Regions from separate parts of the Sus scrofa genome. Here region 2 is linked to region 1. A link is a contact called in public Hi-C data. All regions are on one chromosome and are shown on one strand. The core of a region is the stretch at or near the end of the contact, and the rest is flanking DNA. Distances in the headings are between cores, read along the strand shown.

What was found. A called contact is a pair of places that touch in the nucleus more often than the background predicts.
Region 2: a contact with region 1 is called in a Hi-C map of skeletal muscle, with 4 times the contacts expected there. The contact joins the enhancer-like site here to the promoter of CORO6 in region 1. A contact is called at or near these places in 7 of 47 Hi-C or Micro-C datasets (embryonic fibroblasts, fetal heart ventricle, heart right ventricle and 3 more) and 1 of 2 datasets of contacts at active chromatin or transcription factors (skeletal muscle).

The regions. Positions count from the first base shown.
Region 1 is chr12:45,812,658-45,817,671 of Sscrofa11.1, reverse strand. It overlaps CORO6 (coronin-6), which reads left to right and starts at 3,078. Exons shown (of 13, transcript XM_021067517.1): 1 at 3,078-3,309.
Region 2 is chr12:45,957,524-45,962,537 of Sscrofa11.1, reverse strand. All of the region lies in intron 3 of SSH2 (protein phosphatase Slingshot homolog 2), which reads left to right. Among named protein-coding and RNA genes, the nearest start is that of EFCAB5, 130 kb to the left of the region's middle. Within about 2 kb of position 2,002, at least 2 of the 83 cell types and tissues checked have an H3K27ac peak or open chromatin away from gene starts, as enhancers often do. A contact at or near this core is called in skeletal muscle, where this site is marked.

The sequences.
Region 1 (5,014 bases), core at 1,829-4,328:
GGTGGAGTTCACAAGCTTTTGGTACAAGACACTTCAGCTGAGTGAAAGGTTTCTAGAAATGGGGCATGATTTTCCACAGAAAAGCTTTCACCCTCCCCACCATTAGGAGAGAAGCATTTAGGAGTTCCTGCTCTGGCACAGTGGGTTAAAGAGCTGGCATTGCCACAGCTGCGGCTCAGATTCAGTCCCTGGCCCAGGAACTGCGGGTACAGCCAAAAAAGAAAAAGAAGAGAAGCATTTGATGTCAATGATAGAAGGAGAGAGCCAAAGTGCAGTTCCCCAAAACAGGCTGGGGGGAGGTGTCTCCATTTCCACCCCTCCACAGTCCCATCCTGAGATATTTAGTGGTGCCATTCATCACATAGGCTACTATGTAGGGAAAACTCAGTTTCTAAATCACTAAGTCTGCAGAGAAAACACTGCCTTGAACTAAAATCAGCCTGCTTCATTCTGAATCGTCCATATCGGAGTTCTTGCCATGGCACAGCGGAAACAATCCGACTAGGAACCATGAGGGTGCGGGTTCGATCCCTGGCCTCGCTCAGTGGTTAGGGATCTGGCGTTGCCGTGAGCTGTGGTGTAGGCTGGTGGCAACAGCTCCGATTAGACCCCTAGCCTGGGAACCTCCATGTGCCATGGGCGGCCCTAAAAAGATAGAAAAAGAATCATCCATATCAAGTGAGACAGCACACCACTGGTCTCTGGCTGGAGTGCCAGAGGGCACAATGGTGAACGCAAAGCAAGGTCATTTCACAAAATATTCTAGGAGCTTCCAGTCAAAACAAATGACCAAACCGTGTCTAAATTGCCAGGCCACAAGCCAGATAAAGCCAGAAGGTGGCTTTATGAAAGATGAAGTCTATGCCTATCTTCTATGGATTGCAGCTCTGATGGAAAACAGCAAAGAAGGAGTTCCCATTGTGGCTCAGGGGTTAAGAACTGGACTAGTATCCATGGGGGTGCAGGTTCGATCCCTGGCCTGGATCAGTGGGTTAAAGTATCCAGCATCACTGTGAGCTGTGGTGTAGGTCTAAGATACGGCTCAGATCCCGCATTGTTGTGGCTATGGCCGGCAGCTGCAGCTCCAATTCAACCCCTAGCCCAGGAACTTCCATATGGTGCAGGTGTGCCCCCCCAAAAAAAAGAAGAAGAAGAAGAAAACAGCAAGGAAAAGCACCCAGTAGCTTCTTCCATTGATTGGTTCTTTGCATTGACTGGTTCTTTGTGCCGAGGCTCCACCCGCCCACAGCTCTGCCAGGCCTTGGCAGCAGAAGATGGCTAAAGGGCAGGGCTGAGCCATGCAACCCTAAACAATTCCTGCTGCTGTACCTGGAGAGCAACTCCCTTCCTTCCCAGGTGATGGAACTGAAGGCATTGAAGGATTCCTGCTTCCTAGTCTTAGACCCTTCCCTCTAGAATGGAGTGCTAGGCTCTCTTTAAAGAGAAGAAAAGGACAGGGGAGAAGGAAAAAAAGCCATTTCAGGGTAGGAGACAGCATGTCAAATTCACTCTCTGCCAACAAGTGGTGCAGTGTTGGAAAGAACCTAACCCAGCCCTCTTCATTTTACAGCCCAGAGAGCTGCAAGAATAGGGTGATTGAGCAATGGCTGGAACTCCAGTTTTGCAATTAGTCCAGGCATCCTCTCCTCTGTGCTACAAAGCATAACTCCCAGTATCAGCACTGAGATAAAGCAGCACTGTCCTTCAAAGAGAGGCAGAAATGCATGGTGCTGAAAGCTTGACCCAGACACCAGACCACTTGGGTAAGAATCTCAGCTCTACTACCTACGGAGTTGAGTGATGCATTAACTATTTAACCTCTTTGAACCTCAGTTTCCTCATCTGTAAAATAGAGGTAATAATAATACCCATCTCAGAAGGCTGTTATCAGAATGGAATTAAAATGTGTAAAGCCCTCGGAGTTCCTGTCATGGCTCAGTGGTTAACGAATCCAACTGGGAACCATTAGGTTGCGGGTTCAATCCCTGGCCTTGCTCAGTGGGTTAACGATCCGGCGTTGCCATGAGCTGTGGTGTAGGTCGAAGACGCTGCTCAGATCCCACGTTGCTGTGGCTCTGGTGCAGGCCTGTGGCTGCAACTCCGATTCGCCCCCTAGCCTGGAAACCTCCATATGCTGCGGGAATGGCCCAAGAAATGGCAAAAAGACCAAAAATAAAAATAAAAAATTAAATGCGTAAAGCCCTTAATACAGTATCAACACACAGTAAGTGTAAGCTATTGTTATTAAGGAGCAACTGTGTCACTCAGGTCTTTTCGTCCTAATCATGTGCCTGGAATTTTTAGATAAAAGGGAGATTCCTCATCTACCCTTATGCCCCCACAATGCTTTAATTATTTCTGGAGCACCTGTAACAGTTTCTGATTCTGTCCCCCACAAGCCACTGAATGCTTGGCCTCCTCCAGAGAAACAAAAGAGCCTTGTGAGGGCCTTCGAGGTTCCCACCACCATCCCTCCTTTTAACCCCAAATGCTGGTCTTTTTCTTCCCCACCCCCACCCCCCTGTCTCTAGGCTGCTTTCTGCCCTCTTCCATGGAATCCTCTCCAACAGGGTGAAATGCCTAGTACAGTGACAGCGTTTTAGGTTCTCAAGAGGTCACTATCACTAATAACAAGGATAACAGTTAACATTCACAGCCCCCTGTCGGGTACCCTCTCAGCTGCCCTGGGCCAGCTGAGACCCTCATCCAAGGGCCCCCAGAGCATGTTCAGGGACCTCTCCTCAGGGCTGTCTGGACGTGTAGTCCCACAGTCTTGGCCCGCTTGTACACGTTAAATTGGGAGTGCGACTGCAGCAAGAATGCAGCTCGAATGCACCTTATCTTGCCTAGCTGCCGGCTCTAAGGGGAACGCGCCCCCTCAGCGCCCAGGTCTGGGACTGGGATCCTGGGCCTCCCCAGCTCACCCTGCAGGCGCGGAGCGAGGGGAAGGAGCGCGCACACACAAAATTACTTTTGACGCTTCTCCGACTCCAGCGGACTGGCCGCGCGGAGTCTGAGGCGCTCGACTTTCCCGCCGCTGAGGGGGGCGGGGCCATTCCGACCCCGCCCCTGCCCTAGGCCCCGCCTCCGCAGGTTGATGGCAGCGGCAGCTGGGACTGCAGCGGCGCCCGGCCCCGAGAGTCGCAGGCAGCGGCCGGAGTGCGCAGCCTAACGTCCGGGCCCCAGACGCCGCGGACACCCGGAGAGGCAGTTCCGGCGCCCTGACGCCTCCCTCGGTCCACAGCGCACCCCCAATCCCCTCCGCAGAGAAGTCGCAGCGTGAGCGCCCCTCGGCCGGCTCGGGACCAGGTACCTCCCCCCTGCCACCGCCGCCACCGCAGCCAGCGGAGCGGGCGGGGTGTCTGGAAGGGACAGAGGTCTGCGCTCCCTCCCCCCACACTCCCGCCGCCAAATTCGGTCCCGGGCGGGGCGGACTTCTTGTCTATATTTGGCCGGACAGCGGCCTGCGCACCCCCAGGGCACAGACACCTCGTCTCACAAGAACGTAGAGCTGGGGCAGGAGGCAGGAGGAGGGTGCGGGGAGGCCCGGCCTAAAGGCCGGGGGCCACAGAAGCGGCTTGAAGGGCACAGGGATGCCCGGGGCTGGGAGGGGCAGGAGTCTGCGGCTGGGGCATTGGAAAAGCCCGATGTGCCCCCTGAGGAAGAGCTTAGCTTGAGCCCCTAGCGGGAGAAAAGGCAACCTGCCTTCCTTACTCCACTCCTGAAAATCTGATTCTGGCCTGGTGGGGGTGGAGGTGAAGGACCCCACCCCGGGAGAGTTTGGTTGGAGAGAGGACCCAAAGGAGAACTGGAAATGAAGAAGGGTAGGCAGAAGCCAGAACATCATGGTTAGGGCCTCTTAGACAAGGCAGTGCAGAGAGGAGTGGAGAAGAGAGCCACCCTTACCTGTGTCCCCACAACAGCATGGGAGGAAACTCTTGAAAACAGTAGCAGGAAGGACTCAGGCTAGCTGACAGGAGGAACATCTCCTTAGCAAATTTTTAGAAAAAGGCAAAACCCCATCCGCCTGTGCCAGAGATGCTGTTTAGGATGGGGCAGGGGCCGGAGTGGGGGATGGTGGGGTGGGGCTGCAGTCCTAGCCCAACAGATGGCCTTAAGCCAAAGCCTCTGATTCTGGACAAGGTGCCTCTGGGAAATAAACCACTTCCGTGAAGTGATGCTCATCCAGGGCTGGCAGTGGGAAGGCAGCCTGGAATTGAGGCTCCTCCCCAAATCACTTTAATTTCCAGAAAGCTTTCAGGCTGGGTCAGGCTCCACCATCTCCCTGGCCTGGTTCTCTAAGATGTCAGACCCCAAATCCTAGCTCCTCGAATGAAGCAGCACTTTAGAGATGGCTAAGAACTTTTCCCTTAAACTTTCTTCAACTTTAATTACCTTGAAGAAGCTCCCTGGAGTTCCTGTCATGGCTCAGTGGTTAATGAACCAGATAGTATCCATGAGGATGCAGGTTTGATCCCTGGCCTCGATTAAGGATCCGTGGGTTAAGGATCTGGCGTTGCTGTGAGCTGTGGTGTAGGTTGCAGACTTGGCTCGGATCTGGCATTGCTGTGGCTGTGGCGTAGCCTGGGAAGCTTCATTTGCCACATGTGCGGCTCTAAAAAGACAAACAACAAAAAAGAAAAGAAAAGAAAAAGCTCCCTGGAGTTCCCGTCATGGCTCAGTGGTTAACAAATCCGACTAGGAACCATGAGGTTGCGGGTTCGATCCCTAGCCTTGCTCAGTGGGTTAAAGATCCGGCATTGCTGTGAGCTGTGGTGTAGGTTGCAGACGTGGCTCGGATCCTGCATTGCTGTGGCTCTGGCGTAGGCCAGTGGCTGCAGCTCCAATTGGACCCCTGGCCTGGGAACCTCCATATGCTGTGGGAGCAGCCCTAGAAAAGCCAAAAAGCCAAAAAAGAAAAAGCTCCCTGCTTCTAGGACCAGTCTATATTAAGTTATGCCTGACTCTTGGCCAGATAACCCTTCTCACTTGCCACTCCCCCACCTCTCCCTCC
Region 2 (5,014 bases), core at 753-3,252, 150 kb before region 1:
TGGGAACTTCCATACGCCACAAGTGTGGCCATTTAAAAAAAAAAAAAGAACCAAAAAGACCATAAAACAACAAGTGTTGGTGAGGATATGGAGAAATTGGAACCTTTGTGCACAGTTAATTGGAATATAAAATGGTACAGCCGCCGTGGAAAACAGTAAGGCAGATCCTCAAAAATTAAAAATAGAAGTATCATATGATCTAGTAACATTACTTCAGGGTATTAAAAGAATTGGAAGAATGGTCTTGAGTTATTTCTACACTCATATTTTTAGCAGCATTATTCACAATAGCTAAAGTGTAGAAGCAACCCAGTGTCCATCAGCAGTTAAATGGATGAGCAAAATGGTGTTTATAAGTACAAAGGAATATTATTCAACCTTAAAACAGGAAGGAAGTTCTGCGATGTGCTACAACACAGATGAATCTTGAAGATACTATACTAAGTGAAGTAAGCCAGTCACAAAAAGGCAAGTATAGTATGATTCCACTTAAATGAGGTATGTAGAATAGTCAGAATCATAAAGAGAGAAAGTAGAATGGTAATTGCCAGGGAATGGTGAGAGAGGAAATGGAGAGTTATCCTTTAAGAGTACAGAGTTTTAGTTTTACCAGATGAAAGACATCCGTATGGGGATGGGTGGCAACAGTGGCTTCTGGCATAGAGACCCTCCAGATCAGTTAGTAGCTAGTAATACAAAGAACTCTTCGTATTATTCACATTTTCTGAAGGCAAGAGTTGATACTTGGAAGATTTTCTTTCCATTGTTATCCTTTATAAATGTGGGTGCTGGGGAATCATGCTTTTTTGGTACTCCAGTATAATACACATTGTCTTACTAGGTTGTCCTTGAGTAGTACTTAAAAAAAACTTTATTAAGGAATAATTAACAAATATTCAAGAACATTTTATAAGTAAAACTTGAGTCTTTAAACAGGAAGGTCTGGTGGTTAAAAATTTGTAATTATGCCTCTAGCAAAATAAAAAGTTCTCAATAATTAACAAGTATTCATGTATTCACTATTAAAACCAAGGGGACATCTCCCCTTAAGAACTAGATAGTACACTAAGTTATAAGATCTAATGATTAAATAACTGATAATAGCAAAAAATGTATAATTTAACCACAATCCAATATGAGATTTCTGTACCTTTTTGAATTAAAACAAAAGTCTACTTTCAGTAATTGCAAAGTGCTATACAAATATTCTTTTTTAAGTTTATCCTTTTAAAATGGCATTGTCCAGGAGCTATAAGAGAGAGCTAAAATCAAGACTACCATCATCTCCAATGCTCTCTCTGTGTGTATAATAGCTCCATGGCACCCACATGACAATCCAGATGTACTTCTTCAGCTGTGTGAGCTGCAGTTTCTTGGATCAATCTGTCCATCCCCTCAAGGTCCAAAATAACCAGGCCAAAGACCACAATCCAGGTCTCAGAGATTTTGAAGCCAATGTCATAACACTTATGGGCAAAACAGTTACTGGTTCACAATGGAAATAAACCAAATTAGTGTGCCCCCCCTTTTCTTTAAATCAACAAGGCCTTTAGTGAATGTCCAACAAGCACTGGTTGTTACCTCCAAATCTCGGCTCTTTATGACCACAGCCCTTTTTTGAAATAGTTTGAGATTAATGGTGAATCCTTTGAGCTAAAGACTGTGAAAAGTGTAAAATGGGAGTACCTACTAAAGGTGGCAAAGTATTTTTCTCCTGTCTTACAAGAAAGTCTTGAGACCTCGTAGATAAACAAAAAGTACTGGAGGAATGGTGTACTCCATAGATGAAGGTAAAGGAGAACCTTCAGTAATTTCTTAATTCGTGCAGCCATGTGAAGGGGACCAACTTGGAAAGTCTCTGGGCTTGGGCTCTTGTTTTTTGCCAAGGCCACCAAAAGAACCTTCCTGTGTGCTGAACTAGCCTTCAGCCCTCAGGGCCAGGGGCAGCAGTGCTCCAGTGGATCTTGGCAGAAAACGTACCAAGCTGCTCCTGGAAGCAGTCCATAGATTTTACTAACTAGAGCCTGATCCTAGAAGCTGCTCATAATCCAAAGTCCCGTTAGGCCTGCTCTCTTCCCCTCTGAGTGGTTGAGGCATTGGAGGAGTTTTTTTCCAGTATGTTTAAATTAAAACAAAGCATTTTGTTAAGAATTCAAGGGCAGAGATAAAGTTTTGATGACTTGTTTTGGCATTGGTATTACTAATTTAGCAAGGCCATCAATGGTATTGTCTCCGGATAAAGCCCAACCTACAGAAAAAACAGCACAGGAAACCCAGGGAATGAACTTGAATGCATACATCCAGGCAAGGAGATCTATTGTATTAAGGACTTCTATTTCTTTTCATCAACAACAACAGAAAAATCGGAATGTACAATAGATGAAAAGTATATATCCAAAAAAAGATATAACACTCAGAGAATAGTTTCACTCACTCATGAAAAAGTTTTCATGAATTTCTGTTAATCCTACTTTAAAACTGTGTTGAATTTTGCAAGTCTGTTGTATATTAACTCGGTGAACAAAATTAGCAATGAAAAGTTCAGAGTAATTCACATATCTCTCTAAGGAAGGACTTCATTATTTTTCCCTCTCTTGCTTATCTCCCCCGTATGCCATTGGCTCCCATGCATTCCTTGTTTTTACATTCTCAAAAATCCAGGCCAAACCCTGGCAAACTAGTAAGCATGATTACCTAGTTGTTAGATTACTGAGTAGAGGTATTGTAAATATATGAGTTAAAATTAGGGAAGCTTGTATAAAAACATGCATCTTGCTGCTTTAAAAGTAGTTCATGACTGGATGATTAACTTTTTATAGTGCTATTACGTTTCCCCAAAATGATTTTCCCAAATGAATAAAAAGGTGTAATTAACTTCATTTTTTAAAAAGCAGTCTACAAGTAAGAATCAAAGATTTGCCCATTTGTTTTCCTACTTCCCACCACTCCCACACCAGTCCACAAAATTAGAATCTCACCTTCCTCCAGAAAGTTTTCTGGGAACTTTAAAAATTAATAAAGTAAAATTAATATATTTTCCTTCTTGTTCACTGCAAATTATTGGATTTGGATGAAAGGATAAGAGCCTATTAGGAAATGTTTATTCTGAACACTTAATTCAGAACTGCAGAGTTCAGTATAAGGTCGAGTTTTTTTTTTTCTCCTGATGTTCTTGTGCTTATGGATTTAAACAGTATAAACTGTAGAAACTCCTGATACACATAATTTTTCTTACCCTGAAACATGTATACATAAACATATGTGTGTGTATACACACACAAGGTATACACATACACAAGTGCATATTTCAGGGTAAGAAAAATTACATTTATATCCATGTATTTATGTATCACCTGTGTGTGTTATAAACATATTTTAAAGGAAATAGTACAAAAAGATTTCCTATTATGACCAAAATGAACTCTCAAATTGCCATCATGATCAAATTCCATATCGCTTCCATGTTCATTTTTAATTATCTAGGAAGATGATGTGTAAACCATCTGAAGGAGAGTTTTTACAAAGTAAAATTAAAAAGCATTTGCTAGAACTAATGTGTTGAATATTAGTGTTTAGAAAAAATAGTTCGAAATGCTTACCAGGGAGTTCCAGTTGTGCCTTAGCGAGTTATGAACCCATCGAGTATCCATGAGGATGTGAGTTCAGTCCCTGGCTTCACTCAGTGGGTTAAGGATCCGGAGTTGCCAGTGAGCTGTCGTATAGGTCGCAGCTACAGCTCTAGTTCAACCCCTAAGCTGGGAACTTCCATGTACCATGGGTGTAGCCCTAAAAAAAAAGGAAAAAAATAATAATAATGCTTGCCATATTTTCATCAGGTACTTAGAGAACAAGATTTCTGAAAAACAAAAGATTTCCCAGGTAAAAGTGAAAACATTCCAGAAAAGCATCTATTTTTCAAACTGTAATTTAATAGGAAATGTATATAAATGTATATAAATTACAAGCATACAAATATTTTTATCATACCTGAATAATGACAGAGAATTGGACTACATTATTGTTTTTTTCTGTCTTCATTGTATTAATATTTTTATGGATAAAAATTCAGTTCTAGCAAGTTCCTGTTGTGGCTCGGCAGGTTATGAACCTGACTAGTATCCATGAGGATGTAGGTTCTAGCTGTGATAGAGGCCAGCAGCTGCAGCTCTGATTCAACTCCTAGGCTGGGAACTTCCATATACCACAGATGTGGCCCTAAAAAGGAAAAAAAAAAAAAGAAAGATCAGTTCTGTTTGAGCCTTTCTTTCTATCTGTAAAATGAGGATACAATCTGCTCTTGTATCCCATAGGATTATTGAAAATGCAAATTAATTTATAGAAAAACTTAAGTATTAAGCACCAAATATTAAGGCAAGGTATAAAGCGATGGTACTTTCACTAGTATTTTCTAAATTCTTTTCCATTTTAATTTCACAAACTCACAGCCTAATTTCTCTAACTCTATGCTATGACTAACACTCTTTATATCATATAGTTAGTATTAAGATCATTTACCGAGGAAAAATAGGGAGAGAAATTTCCAGACTTTATATTACCAATGCAGTTCTTTTTTTCATTGTTTTAGAAGTGTTATTGAAGTATAGTTGATTTACAATGTTGTGATAATTTCTGCTATACAACAAAGTGGTTCATTTATACAGATAAGCACATCCATTCTTTTTCAGATTCTTTCCTCATATAGACTATTATCACAGAATATTGCATAGAGTTCCCTGTGCTATACAACAGGTCCCCATTAGCCTGTCATTCCATGTACCACAGTGTGCATATACTGCAGTGTCCCAAACCCACAGTCCATCCCTTCCTCCCCACCTGTCCCTTTTGGTATCCATAAGCTGTTTTCTTCTTCTTCTTCTTCTTCTTCTTTTTTTTTTTGCCTTTTCTAGGGCTGCACCCGTGGCATATGGAGGTTCCCAAGCTAGGAGTCTAATTGGAGCTGCAGCTGCTGCCCTACACCAGAGCCACAGCAACTCGGGATCCAAGCCACATCTAC